2 separate regions of the Sus scrofa genome follow, and region 2 is linked to region 1. Evidence: chromatin contacts called from public HiChIP or PLAC-seq data. All regions are on one chromosome and are shown on one strand. The core of a region is the stretch at or near the end of the contact, and the rest is flanking DNA. Distances in the headings are between cores, read along the strand shown.

Region 1 (7,552 bases), core at 2,104-4,603:
TGTCTCCTTGAAAACAGGCAAAGATGCCTAGCGCCATACATCACTAGGAGCAGGAATAGGCAACTGGGTGAAATAATTTATCTGAAACCTCATGCAGCGTAATCCAAAAACTCTTGAGTATCCTGTTATACACCCTAGTTAGATGAAATTATCATCTAGACAATTTTCTTAAAGAAGATTTCATTAAACTTGAAAATCATCTAAATACCTGATAGGACTTTTTAAGAAAATTACATTTGAAACTACCTGCAGCTCAGATCTGGTCCCTGGCCCAGGAGCTCTGTGTGCCACAGAGTGGCCAAAAATGGAAGGAAAAAAAAAAAAAAAAAAAAAAAAAACCTGGGAGTTCCCCTCGTGGCCTAGCATAAATGAATCTGACTAGCATCCATGAGGACGCAGGTTCAATCCCTGGCCTCGCTCAGTGGGTTAAGGACCTGGCATTGCCCTGAGCTGTGGTGGAGGTTGCAGACGAGGCTCGGATCCAGCCTTGCTGTGGCTGTGGCCTTGGTCAGCAGCTACAGCAGTTCCAACTAGACCCCTAGCCTGGGGACCTCCATATGTTGCTGGTGTGGCCCTAAAAAGACAAAAAAAAAAAAAAAACTAAACATAAAAAAAAAAAAAATCAATAAAAATAAAAGTACCAAGATCATATTCTAGAACCAGGCAATGGCTTCAGAAACAATAAAAGTATATAGACTAAAAAAAAAAAAAAAAAAGTAATGATATCTTTGAGGAAAAACAATTCTTTGTCTAAAAGTTGTCCACTAGAAAGTTCTCTACACGAAGCAAACATGTACAGCCAAAATGGAAACCCAACAGTATGGTTTATTTAAGACCCAAGCAACTGAGACCAGTTAGCTGAGATTCACTGAAAAGTCTGTATTCTAGACTAAGCTTTCTGGGCTTATCCAAGAGGAAAAAATGAGACCAACATATTAGACCAAAGAGAAACTAAGCTATAGTAATAAAATTTTAAACTTTTAGCAGGAAACAGAGCGTGGAAGAAAATATCTGCAAGTTGTGTAGAAATGCAGTCTTCACTCTCTCACACACACGTGTGAAATCTATCTACTCTACAAACATCTCTTGCAGCAGGATAGGTATGAAAGCCCTGTGGGCATTTTCCTGGAACTGTGACAGGCGTATCTGCTCAAGGCCTCGAAGAGGTGCCTTGGTCCTACGCCACCCTCCATCTCATCTGCGGTCAGAGACCCCCGCAAGGAGGTGGAGCAGGAGAAGCAGAAAGGCGGAGGAAGGCAGAGAAAGGAGCAGGAAGGCGCCCGGAAAGGGAGGAAGGCGGAGGAAGCCAGTGGTCCAGGGGCGACTCACCTGAAGCCCCGCCCACTTCCCGGTCTTGCAAATTTCAGTTCCTATCCTCCCAGGAGACAGACAAACCCCACTTAGAAATGCTCTTCTGGACACAACACCATCGGTGCGAGATCCCTGGCTTTGAAAATCAGCAAGGAGTTGCCCGTCGTGGCACAGCGGCAACGAATCCGACTAGGAACCTTGAGGTTGCGGGTTCGACCCCTGGCCTTGCTCAGTGGGTTAAGGAGCCAGCATAGCCCTGAGCTGTGGTGTAGGGATCTCAGACGCGACTCCGATCTGGCGATGCTGTGGCTGTGGTGCAGGCCGGCAGCTTTAGCTCCAATTAGACCCCTAGCCTGGGAACCTCCATATGCCGCAGTTGTGGCCCTAAAAAAGACAAGACAAAAAAAGAAAAGAAAAAGAAAATCAGCAAAAGCAAGCAAAATCCTTGCCATCCTACCTCATTTTCCAGAGAAGACAGTGTAGTTAGCCAACGTTCCCCTCCCCGTTCATTTCAGAGCGCGCCTGGCGGTTCGAGGTATACACGTACGCGAGGGGTGGCCCAGACCCCGGTGGGCTGGTCCCCGCTGCGTCCTCTGCTCTGATTGCCAGCCCTGCTGGCCTTTCTCACCACCCAAGGCTAGATCTTCTTGGGTGCCTGGTCTCCTCAACTGCACGGCGGCTCTGGGCAGAGGCGTCCTCCCTCCCAGAACTACTACGTAGTGACAGACACATGGACAGAATCCATACATGCTGGCAGGTTGAGAGGTAAACAGCCGGTGGACTAAGAACCCAGCACCACTCGACGTCTGCTAAGCAAGCACCTCACACCGTTACTCAACTCTCTCAAATTCCTCTGCTTCGGAGTCAAAGACGGCAAGGCCCTGTGCTCAGTGTCACCCAACCAGGAAAATGACAGGCCAGGCATGAGTCCAGGTCCGTCTGAGGCCAAGGGCAGGTGTTTACACTGAGGTAAAGAGCCACCTTTATTTGTGGTGGTTTGGGTTTTTTTGTTCTTTTTTTTTTTTTTTTTTTTTTTAACTTTTCAGAAAATATTTAGTTCCAGCTAGAACTCTGAAGCTGGAAAACCATTCCCCGGACTTGAGAGTTTACATCTTATCACAACAGATGCCCCTAAAGTGACAGATCCCGGATGGCAAGTAAATTTCCAGAGGGCATGCATCTGAGCAAGCCCCTGGGGAGAAGGTGTGACATGCCGCGTCATGCTGAGCAGGCCCTTTTCTGAGTTCAAGTTCTTCCCCAAGTTTTCAACTTCTGTTGCCATTTACCACCACCACCCCTCCCCCTCCAGTTTCTCTTCTGCACAGCCCCAGTTGCCAAACACGAGGCCCTGCCTTCTGCAACCTCTCTTCCCTCACCCAGCCGGTCTCCCCAGAAAGAATGTCAGCTCCCTCAGCCCCCTTCTTCCCACCGGCTGAAACTGCCTCACTTTCAAGCCAGGCTGGTGGAGGAGTCCCCTCGGAAGGAACACATCTATTTTGCTTTCCGCACCTAGACTCACCCCCTCCTTTAAAATGACTACTGAGCTCAGCAAAAAGCTACTCCCCAAAAACCTCGACCAAGAGTCCAAAGTAAGTGTCATCGGTAACTGAGAAACATCCTGCAATCGAGCCATCAGAGCCAGCAGGGAACGGTGACAGGACAGAAGTCACATACGGGGCAAAGGACTTGAAGAGGTCTTGGACTTTAGAGGGAATGCTACGGCTGGAATATGCCCTGGATGTGGACAATTCATCTCACCACACGGGCTGAGCCCACGGGCTCGAGACCACCTGCCCGACTCTAATCCCACAGCCTCTGCCAAAGCTACACTGGACTTCGGCGGGCAGCGTGCATCTGCTCCGCGGCACAGAGGTTCCATTTTTGCCTCATCTGGTTTACATTTCATCATATCCCAAAAGGTGTTGGCAGATCACCAATCAGAGGAAAGCACACACAAGCAGCGTACTGTCAAGCAGCCCAGAGACGGCAAAGCGCTTCCACGTTCCCAGACCGCTCGGCCAAGGCCACGTGGCCAACCCACCGCGGTCCACACCGACCAACCCAGGGGCAGCAAGGAAGGAGCAGATGTAATGGGCCGGCACCACTGCCTAGAGTTCAGAGAGCTTCCTGAAGAGAAACACAGAGCCACCCCCACTGACAAACGCCTGTCCAAAAGAGAGAAGTCACCAGAAAAGGCCCGAGGGCTACAAGCGGATAATCACTCCCAACCCTCCAACACGGGTGTCTTCCGCCACCCCCCTCGGGCTTTTACACACATCATCCCTGAATGTCTGCAAAATGTAATTTGGGGCTCTTTCAGATGTTTCAAAAGTGAACATCTAAACCCAAGTACACAGAGTTCAATGACAAAGCATGTCGTATGCCCCACCCGTTAAGGCAAAAAAACCAAAACCCTTAGAAAACTGAGACCCTTCCCTCCAGCACAAAACTGCTCCGTGCACTTTCAGTCTGCCCTCCTTCTCACCTTCGGCCACACTCTTCTGAAATATATCCTACTTCTCTCACTCCCTCTGGGTCGTGGGGTTTCGGGAAAATGATCATGTGGCTATTAAACATTTTATCACTGGCCTACCATCATCAGAATATAAAGCTGGAGAGAGGTACAACGAAATCAGCAACAAATGTAATACGTGTGCATGAAACTATAATTTGGCTTCCTTAAAAAATAAATAAATAAGTTGGTGCTATACAAACTAAATTCACAGAGCATGGTCACTGGCTGAGGAATATTTTTCTGAATCCAGGGTGAGCAGCAGGCACTCCTGTCCTGCCTCAGCGGTTAACGAATTTCACTAGCATCCATGAGGATGCAGGTGCGATCCCTGGCCCTGCTCAGTGGGTTAAGGATCCAGGGTTGCTGTGGCTGTGGTGTAGGCCGGGAGCTGCAGCTCTGGTTCGATTCGACCCCTAGCCTGGGAAGCTCCATAGGCCTCTGGTATGGCCCAAAGAAATAAAGAAAGAAAGAGTGGGCAGCAAACACGAAACTTTGGGGACGAGGGGAATGCGAAGTCTTTCCAACCTGAACATCAAAAAAGATTTCTCTGCTTTTTGGCCTGCATCCCAGTCCTCCGAGAGCTGAGAGAATCTTCAGGGAACATTTGGCTCATTACTGCCCCTTATCATTACCAGATAGTTTCTCAGCTCATACCTCCAGACCACCAACCTTCGAAAATCTGGAAGAGTCTCCTAAAATAGGAAGAGGAGAGTGGGGGGAGGGTGGGAACAGGCAGGGGAGGAGGAGGCCGTGGAAAGAGGCCGGGTTTCCAAAACGGACACTTGCAGCAGAAATGTCAAGAGCATAACGGAACCACTGTTGTCGATAATGTTCTCCTGCTGACCCCAAAAGAGAAAAAATCTGATTTGGCGTGATAAACCTGCACCCTGCTCTTAAGGTCGGGGGACACGCGTTAGACACAGCATGGCCAAAGCTTGTATAGGAAGTACTTCACTTCCTATTCTAACAAACCCACAAAGCTGTGGATAAAGATATGGGGCCAGCAAAAAAAAAAAAAAAAAAAAAAAAAGCAAGGAAATGCCAGATATTCGTCTCTGGCTTTCCCTGGTAGCAGGAAGCCAGCTGTCTGGAAGCAAGGCTTTAAGTCCGCATGATACGCCGAGGCGCCAGGGGGTCGGCTGGGATGCTTTTAAAACCAGCATCATGAGTGACCGGCGGGGTCGTGGGAAATGGGGCGGGGAGTATCCCCTGAAAGGTGCCCACAGACGTGAGCCCGAATCCTGCCTGCCCTGACCGGCTCTGGACACACTTCATCTCTGAGCCCTGCCTCCCCAGGCTACACCAGGGCCTGGAGCAGAGAGCTTTTGAGAGACAACCCTCTAAGCGCTCATCGGGGCCAACAGAAGGACTGCTTAAAAACCGAGCTTACAGAAAAGAGGAGCTGGCTTGCTAAAACCTTCCTGAGGCACTGTTGTGGGACACGCTGCCTGGTCTGGGGACCACCTCCATGGAGCTGATGGAGCCAAAGATAGAGACCAGAGGGCTGGGGACACACACACACCAGCTGCCTCTGGGGTCTCTCAGGACAGGCACCCAGGTCCACCCAGCCCGCACCATGTAGCTACCAGCTGCCACCAGAACGGATGAATTTGAAATTGTGGGAAAGGACACAGGACACTTCCTCAAGAGCTTTCGCTGCACTGCAAGGCCGGAACTCTTAGCACCCAAACCTCCCACAAAGGACCGGCCTGCCCTCCCCCTGCTACACCGCATTTTTGTTTAGATCACCCCTGGGGCCAGGACGCAGGCCAGGATTTCAACCTGACACCCCGCTCTGTGGGCACCTTTTTAAAATCCGATGCTCTCATCCGCTGTTCCTCAAATGCATCAAGGAGGGTTCAATTACAGGCTAAACCTCCTTCTTAATTAGACGAAGCCTGAATCCAGCTGCCTTTAGCATCCACCCAGCCCAGGGCACAGAAATCCAACGTCAATGCTCCGTCCCCTAACGGCCCATCCCCAGTGTCCCCAAGCCCTCCCAGACCCAGGGCCCTTCCATCGGAGCCCTCACACCAAGACGGAGCCCTCACACCAAGACAAGAGCTGCTCTCCTAATTCCCGGCCGTCTGCTCAGCCGGGTAGTTCCTGATACTGATGAGGCCACCCCTGGGGGGGGGGCGGGGGGCAGCAGGGGGTGAGTTCTTGACAAAAGCCAGTGAGGTTGACACAGGAGAAAAGTCTCTGCTCTGAGGATGCTCAAGTGTCAGATTGGCACATACAACTCAGCACACCTAACACCTGGCTGGGGACAGGAAGCACAGCGCCAGGTCAGCTGTGACCTTTAGGCATTCATCTAAAAAGAACAGCAATTATATCCGCCACCCCCGTCCCCGCCCCCGCCCCCACCACACACTTTCGCCGAATGATCTGCAAACACTGTCACCCTCACCCGGTCTTTCCAGGGAGCCCCTAAAGTGGCTGCCCCCAACCCTCCCCATCTCTCAAAGTGGCAGCTCCATCCTTGCACCTGCTCCGAGCAAGAAGCCAAGCCGTCCTCTCACTTTTTCTCTCCTCACATCCCACATCCAGTCATCAGAGCAAATCCCATCAGCTCCACCTTCGAAGTATCTGGAATCTGAACCCTCTGCACCACCAGCCTCGTCCAATTGGTTGCAAGGTCTTATCTGGTCTCTCAAACTCCCAGCTGCCCGCCTTGGGCCGTCCTCACCCTGGGTCACGTCTCTGCTCAAAATCCTCCCAGGTTCCCACCTCCCCCGGAATAAAAGCCAGGGTCCCACCTGATGGCCCCTCCAGACTCCCCAAGCCTGTGAGCCGAGCTCCCCAGCAGCAGCTGATGGGCAGTCAGGTGCACAGCTCACCATCTCACTTCCTCTGTGGGCTCTGCCTAGAGAGACGTCAGGACAGCGCAGCCTACACAAAACGGCCCGGCCCACGGCTCCCCGCCCTGCTTCCCTCCTACCCTCCACCAAAGCCACGAGCTCCCAGCCTCATCTAAGGGATCAACAGAAGAGGCAGAGGAGACGGCCGTGCTGGCTTCTCACTTCTCACTGTTTGTGGTAACACTTCCGGCGGGACAGCAGGTGGAGGGGCCTGCGGGGAACCAAGAGGGTGACTCAGTGGAGACAAGCCCTTGTCACTTCTAGGAACCCACCTCTTCAGCCTGTCCACACTGGTGGTTTGGGTGTCAGCTGTGGGCCGGGGGCGGGGTGGGGTGGGTAGGGAGCCGGGAGGGCTGGGGAGCTGTTCTCAGTACGGAGACTAAGTATGTACCTGCTTTCAGGCCACAGCGAATCTTAGGGCCACAGATGAGTTTTACAGGCCATCAGGATCCCAGGGTCACCCCTGCCCCACACGGGCTCTCCACGTGCACCTGCGTGTCTTCCTACAGCCCGCGTGTGGGCGTGGGGACCAGTGACAGCGTTAATGCACAAAGGCTGGCATTGAAAAGCCAGCTCCCACGCTTGCTGCGCAGGCCGCCTACCAGCCACGGCCAAGGCCACCATTCCCTGTTCCCTGACTCCTTCATCTTTCCCTGGTCCCTCCAGGTCCCCAAACTAAACTAGAACTGGTACCTTCGCAATCTCTGATTTCTCCCGCCCCAGGCAACAGTGGCCCACAGGGACCTGCGCCCTCGCCCTAGGGGAGATACGCCCCCCTCACAGGCTCCAGGGATGGACAGATGCTCAAAGCAACACAAGAGACAGAAAAAGTCCAGCAAAGGTCTGCGGCCAACGTGAAGGGCGA
Region 2 (7,552 bases), core at 2,709-5,208, 200 kb after region 1:
TCTTGATCTCCATTCAGGGTAAATAACAGCTTTCTGAAAAGGATTGGCTGTGCCGGCGTGACTAGGCAGTGCCGCCCTCCTTCCGGCTTCCACCAGGGTCTGTGGCAGCGCTGCCCTGCCGGGAGCTGTGTTCCTCTTCTTGCTGCTGGTCCCCTGATTGTGTTTGAGCCATAATGTCTTCAGCTCCTGGGATGAATCATGGCTGGTACAAGGCAGTGTTCTTCGGTTTTGTTTTTTGGCCGAGCCCATGCCCTGTGGAAGTTCCTGGAACTACGTACAACCTTTGCCTGCAGCAACTCTGGATCCTTTAACCCACTGAGCCGGCCCAGGGATTGAACCCCAGTCTTCGCAGAGACCAGAGTCACTGATTGTTTTTTGTTTTTTGTTTTTTTTTTCTTTTTTGGCCTCCCCATGGCATGTGGAGTCCTCGGGTAGGGATCCGATCCAAGCCTTGTTTGTGACCTGCAGCGCAGCTGTGGCAGCACCGGGTACTTGAACCCACGGTGCCAGGCCAGGGATCAAGCCTGTGTCCCAGGGCTGCAGAGGTGCTGCCCCTCCCTATCCTGCGGCAGCACAGCGGGAACTCCCCAGTGTTTCTGAATACGAGTGCTGTTGGTGTTTTGAGTGAGACAAATCTTTTTGGTGTGTAAAAGTGTTCTGTGTATTTTGGAACATTGAGCATCCCTAGATTAACCCACTAAATGCCTGGAGCACCTCTCTTTTCGTGTGACAACCACAAAGGCCCCCTCTGTATTTCCAGTACTCCTGGATGGGCAGGATGCCCCATGAGAACCCCTGATTCATAGCGAGGGGGCGGGAGGGCATCGTCATGCCCAGTCTTCTTGCAGACAGAAGTGGCCAGTTGACCCGTTCTGGCCAGGACCCGAGGTGGTCTCCTGGGGCCTCTGAGAAAGATTTTCCTCTGTGATGGAAGTGAGGAGAAAGTGCTTCCTCCTCCCCTGTTTTTCTTGTGTCTTAGCCGAAGAAAAGGGAGAGGCGGGGCTGCTTTGCCTGTGCAGTGACCATCTTATGATCATGATGCATCAAGTGGCAAAACAGAAAGCAGCCTGCTGAGAAGGCAGAGTGCAGGGTGGAAAGTCCCTGGATCCTGCACAACACTGTTCTGCTTCCAATCCAGGGATTGCTGGTCGCTGGGCTTTTTGTGAAGTAAAAATGGAAAGTCCTCGTGTTTGAAACCACTGTCCAGCAGGATCCCTGTGAGCCATGGCCAAGCACGTTGACTAATAGTTACAGGAAAAGAGGGCACTTACCTGATAAACAAGTTAAAGAAAACGGAAAGTTACCCACAAAGCTAGGTTTTTCTCAGGACAAAATATGGATATTATAAAATAGGTGCAGAGTTGAATATTCAAATTGTTCAGATGTGAATTGTGTTTCCTTTACTGAAGCCACACATCAAAAGAACTGTTCTTCCTGTGGCATTTTGCTTTATTGTTTGGACATTATGGGATGACTCCAGCCCTCATTGTATAGTGGTGTGATAAAGCAGATCTTTAAATTCCATTATTCACTTCTAGAAAATCGAACTTTATAGGTACACAAATCTAGGTACATTATAAGGCTGTACACCCAGACCCAGGTACATTAAAAATACAAGGGGCTTGGAGAACCTTATTTTCAGAACTTTTCAAAATACTGTTCTGTTGGCTCTGATGCTTGCTAACTTTGTTTAACCTATGGGAGCAACAGGTAAATTCTGTTGGGACAAACACTCGGTGAAACCTCTTTTTAATTTTTAGAAAAGACGTCTCTCCATTCCCCACGAATTACAGACCCACTAGCCCAGGAGACAGTCCATCTGGAAACCACATGCCTGGCCCCCCGCCAAAGAGGCCCATTGAACTGTCGGCAGTTGGAACATTGACTGTGCAGGATCGATGCCTACAGACACCTGTGAGAACGATAGCAGACTTATTTTCATTGCCCTTCCTGCCTTTATTCGCCTCCTGTTTTCCTTTGTCCCACTCATCTGTGTCCGTGGCTGCCAGCCCAGTACAGGTCTTCATCTTTCCTCATGGATGACCGAAACAGCCTCCCAGTTGGTTCCCCGCTGCCCACCAGAACCATCTTGGGCACAACAAGCTAGCCCTTTTCTAACATAACTGAGTGAGGGCTTGTGTGCCCGCAGTGCAGAACGCCAAGCTCTGATAACAGGTGTCTGCAGCCAAGTAAGTTTACTTCCAGGGTGAGGGAGTAGGAGACAAGCCTCAGATCCACTGTCTCTTGAGTTAGGGATGTTTTCAAGGGGAACAATAAAGAGACTGGGATTCGTCATCATCTTGTGACATTTCCGAGACATTTCTTTTTTCCTTTTTGTCTTTTGTCCTTTTAGGGCTGCACCCGCGGCATATGGAGGTTCCCAGACTAAGGGTCTAATCAGAGCTACAGCTGCCAGCCTACGCCACCGCCACAGCAATGCCAGATCCGAGCTGCGTCTGCAACCTACACCACAGCTCACGGCAACACCAGATCCTTAACCCACTGAGCGAGGCCAGGGATCAAACCTGCAACCTCACGGTTCCTAGTTGGATTCGTTTCCACTGCACCATGACAGGAATTCCTCTGAGGCATTCTTAATCGTGGTTTGGGCAGTCAGGATGCGTCCAGCTTACCATTCTCTGGCCAGATAGCCCATGGCTCTGGGGTCTGTGAGCCCATCTTGCCCTGAAGACACAGCCCAAGTTTGTACCTTTTTTTTGTTTTGTTTTGGTTTTTTTGCCATTTCTTGGGCCGCTCCCATAGCATATGGAAGTTCCCAGGCTAGGGGTCGAATCGGAGCTGTAGCCACCAGCCTACACCAGAGCCACAGCAACGCGGGATCTGAGCCGTGCCTGCAACCTACACCACAGCTCACGGCAACGCCAGATCCTTAACCCACTGAGCGAGGCCAGGGATCGAACCCGCAACCTCATGGTTCCTGGTCGGATTCGTTAACCACTGAGCCACGACAGGAATTCCCTGAGTTCATGCATTGATGGTGTCCACAGCAGCAACTTGAGTCCACTAATGATTGTGGTCAACACGGCTATCCCAGGCCTCCGACTCTGGTTGGTTAGTGTTCACTTAGCACAGGATTGAGATTAGAGGGAACAGAAAGAATCGCGGTCAGAGGAGACAAGCAAAGGAATAAAGTTTGGGATAGAGAGATGAGTCACAAACTCTGCAGGGGAGCTCAGTTGTAGGGAGACTGGGTTTAAGGAATACAGCCCTGAAACCTGGCATTTCTGCTGTACAGCACAGGAAACTGTATCCAGTCCCTTGTGATGGAACATAATGGAGGAGAATGTGAGGAAAAGAGTATATATCTGTATGTACACACATATATATATGAATGACTGGGTCACTTTGCTGTACAGCAGAAATTGATAGGACATTGTAAATCAACTATAACAAAAAAATATTTAAAAAAAAATACAATGCTGGAAGAGTTCGACTTTCCATGTTAGGTTCACTAAGCACAACCCCAAATCCCAGGCATGACGTCACAGCAAGGCACACTGGCTGGGGACCTCAGGCCCCTCGGCAGGCAGTCTGGAAATACCAACAGGTGCAGACAAAGCATGCCCCCCCAAAAAAGCCTGCTTCTTACAGCCAAAGACCCAGGCCAGGGGCAGCCCAGTGAGACAGAAAACCTTTACCCAGCAGCCAGTCCCAACACTGCCATCCACTCCTGCTCTGGCTTCTCGTCAAAACCCCGGTGAACCTGGGTGTGGTTAACTGGAGAGACGCCAGGCCTGGATTGCCTCACGACCTGGGCACTGGAATCCGTCATTTAGTACAGCTTTTTCACAGATTGCAAAACGGGAATTGCTTTATAGGGTTCTGGGAAGGAACACCACCTAGTAATGAGCCACAAGCAGCAAGTGCAGACACTGTGCTGCAAAGCCCTAGGTCAAGGCCAAGGCACTGTGGGTTCTTAAGCCACAACCCAGGCCCAAGCTGGGGAGGCAGGCGGGGGTGTGCAGTCAAGAGAAGGGACTGAGGAAGCCCCAATGAAATGAGCTAGAATGTTCCAGTTCAAAGGCGGGCTTCGCCCTCTTGGGGAGGGAGAAGTGCGTGTGTGAGACGTGTCGCCCAGTCGGGAGATCCCAAGGTCTGGCTGGGTTTCTGGGGAGGAAAAGTGACACCGGGGAAGGTATGGACGGAAGGACAAGTGGGAAACAATGGCTAACATTTTGCTGGACGTTTGTACATGGTGTTTCATGATCCTCGCAAGCAGACATCGGGGGAAGTAAGGGCGTGTATTGGTCCTGTTTGACAGATGGGACAGCTGAGGCACAGAGATCAAATCATAGCGCTGCTGACAAGGGGTAATCAAGTGGGAGAGAAAGGAACCTACCGACACTGCTGGTAGGAATGTAAATGAGGGCAGCTACTCTGGCAACCGGTATGGAAGCTCTTGGAGAAGCTAAAAATAGAGTTGCCATGTGATCCCACTGCTGGGCATATATCCCGAGAAAAGCATCATTTGGAAAGATAGATGCACCCCAATGTTCACCGAAGCGCTCGCTGCAACAGCCGAGACACGGAGGCAACGGCGGTGTCCGCAGACCGATGAACGGATCAAGACGATGAGGTGCATACGTGTACCATGATGCGCTACTCAGCCGTAACGAAGGAGATGATGCCGTTTGCGGCGTTTGTGCGTGAACCTAGAGATGACTTTACTGAGTGGAGTAAGTCAGGCAGAGGAAGACAAATGTTACACCACCTCCCTATGTGTGGAATCTAAAAAAAGACACAAAAGAACTCATTTACAAAACAGGAATACACTCACAGACATATAAAACAGATTGATGGCTATCAAAGGGGGAAGGGAGGGTGGAGGTATTTGGGAGTTTGGGATTAACATGTGCACACCACCTACCATCTATAAAATAAGTAACCAGCAAGGACCTACTGCATAGCACAGGGAACTATACTCAATGTCTCATAATCTTCTATTAGGGAAAGGAACCTGAAAAAGAATCTGAGAGTACGTACATACGTGTGTGTGTGTGTGTGTGTGTGTGTGTGTGTGTAACTGAATCACTTTGCTGTACACCTGAGATTAACATAGCATTGCAAATCAACTGTACTTTCGTTTTTTAAAGAAAAGAAAAAGAAGAGGTAATCAACTTGGATGAAGTTAAGCTGATTTCAGAGTCCACTCTTTTTTTTTTTTTTTTTTTTTTTTGGCCTTTTTGTCTTTTTCTAGGGCCACACTTGCAGCATATGGAGGTTCCCAGGCTAGGGGTCGAATCGGAGCTGTTGCCACTGGCCTACGCCAGAGCCACAGCAATGCGGGATCCGAGCCGCATCTACAACCTACACCACAGCTCACGGCCACGCCAAATCCCTACCCACTGAGTGAGGCCAAGGATCGAACCCGTGTCCCCATGGATGCCAGTCAGTTTCGTTAACCACTGAACCACGACGGGAACTCCAAATAGTATGAGATTTAGCACTTATACTTCAGTCAACAATGACAGTTGTTATAAAGTACAGCAACGACCTCAGCAGTAAACTAGCAGCTGATGGGCTAAGAAATTATAATATCAAGTATTTAAAATTAAATTTACGGAGGAGTTCCCGTCGTGGCGCAGTGGTTAACGAATCCGACTAGGAACCATGAGGTTGCGGGTTCGGTCCCTGCGCTTGCTCAGTGGGTTAACGATCCGGCGTTGCCGTGAGCTGTGGTGTAGGTTGCAGATGCGGCTCGGATCCCGAGTTGCTGTGGCTCTGGCGTAGGCGGGCAGCTACAGCTCCGATTAGACCCCTAGCCTGGGAACCTCCATATGCCACAGGAGTGGCCCAAAGAAATAGCAAAAAAAAAAGACAAAAACAAACAAAACAAAAAAAAAATTAAATTTACATTCAAACAACTATGGAAAGTTCTCATAAGAGAATAATTTTATTTATTTTGAATAAAACTTCAGATTTATGGAGTTCCCATCCTGGCTCAGACTAGGAACAATGAGGTTGTGGGTTCGATCCCCGGGCTCACTCAGCAGGTTAAGGATCCGGTGTTGCATGAGCTGTGGTATAGGTTGCAGACGCGGCTTGGATGCTGCATTGCTGTGGCCCTGGTGTAGGCCGGCGGCAACAGCTCCAATTAGAACCCTAACCCGGGGACCTCCATATGCTGTGGGAGCAGCCCTAGAAAAGGCAAAAAGAAAAAAAAAACCCCAAAAAACCCTTCAGATTTGTTCTTGAGTTTCAAAAGCTCATGCGGTGATAGTGCTATTTGTCTTTGACCAAATCTTGATCATAACAATTGGCCATTTGGCATTCGACTAAAGTGTGCATTGAGGAGTTCCCTGGTGGCTCAGTGGGTTAAGGATCAAGCATTGTCACTGCCATGGCATCGGTTCCATTCCCTGGCCTGAGAACCTCCATGGGTTCAGCCAAAAAAAGAGTGTGCATTGATTGCATTTCCAGATCCCTTAGAAAGTGACAAATAGAATTACCATTATATTTCTTAGTATCCTGTGACTATTCATTTATATCTTAGGATGTATTACCATCACCAGTTATAGCATCATTTATATGTATATATAATATATATGGATTTTTTTTGCATATGATAGACACCTGTGAAATACTAAGCCCATTTCCTCCTCTTCCTTGTCACAAAGGTAAGTACATGGTCCTGCTTCTCTTATAGTCAGACGTGGCCATGGCAGTGAGTTCCAGAAAATGGTAAGTGGGCAGAGGGCATGTGGGTGTTTCCAGGCTGGGCACGTTACAGTCTTGCCCATTCCCACCTGCCAGCTGATAGAGAGGAAGGCGGGGAACATGCAGACTGGGTAATGTAAACCCTGCAGAGGCGGGAGTTTATCTGTAGGAGCAGCTGGTGCTACTCTTATTGAAACTCTTCTAAAGGAATTTCAAGAAGCACTTGAAAACAACTCAGGAAGCCATCATATGTGTAAAAGCATCTAAATTGTGACTTTGTGTACTTCTTTTTAAGTGTCAAAGTCACGTCTGGGCTGACTGGGGACCAGGCGTTCCTAGGCAAGAAGGTGGCATCAGCCAAGGTTCTCCTCCAAAATCTCCACCGAAAGGACTCAGGGGACAGACCCATGGGGGAAAAAATCCACATTAGTTCTGGAAATCTGGGAGAATTTCTGGTAGGTGTAACATTGATGTGTTGCCATCACATTGAGCAACCGTGACTCATAGGATGTTGTCATAAAGTGACTTCCTTCTTGTCCCCAGCTGTGTCATTACACTGGCCTGCTGGGCTTATTTTTTCTTCACCGCTGGGCCAAAGGCTGGCCCCATGACTTCTCTTCTTTTTAATTCTTAGGTAATAAAAAGTCATATAGTCTCTTGAAGTCAGAACACAGGCACAGTCTTTCATGCCCCGTCCTATGTCATAAAACTCTAATCTAAAGCTAGGAGTTCTTGGAGTTCTTACCATGATGCAGTGGGTTAAGAATCTGACTGCAGTGACTCCGGTCCCTGCTGAGGTGTGGGTTCGATCTCTGGCCCGGCTCAGTGGCTTGATCTGGTGTTGCCGCAGCTGCAGCTTAGATTCAATCCCTGG

Evidence for each region. HiChIP or PLAC-seq counts read pairs in DNA pulled down with a chosen protein or histone mark.
Region 2: a contact with region 1 is called in an H3K27ac HiChIP or PLAC-seq map of alveolar macrophages. The contact joins two enhancer-like sites. A contact is called at or near these places in 1 of 5 promoter capture datasets (liver) and 1 of 2 datasets of contacts at active chromatin or transcription factors (alveolar macrophages).

The regions. Positions count from the first base shown.
Region 1 is chr1:7,456,793-7,464,344 of Sscrofa11.1, forward strand. All of the region lies in intron 1 of IGF2R (insulin like growth factor 2 receptor), which reads right to left. Among named protein-coding and RNA genes, the nearest start is that of IGF2R, 12 kb to the right of the region's middle. Within about 2 kb of position 3,354, at least 14 of the 83 cell types and tissues checked have an H3K27ac peak or open chromatin away from gene starts, as enhancers often do. A contact at or near this core is called in alveolar macrophages, where this site is marked.
Region 2 is chr1:7,658,748-7,666,299 of Sscrofa11.1, forward strand. LOC102157641 reads left to right here. Exons shown (of 5, transcript XM_013992444.2): 5 at 1,761-2,295. The coding sequence ends at 2,043. Among named protein-coding and RNA genes, the nearest start is that of WTAP, 11 kb to the left of the region's middle. Within about 2 kb of position 3,959, at least 23 of the 83 cell types and tissues checked have an H3K27ac peak or open chromatin away from gene starts, as enhancers often do. A contact at or near this core is called in alveolar macrophages, where this site is marked.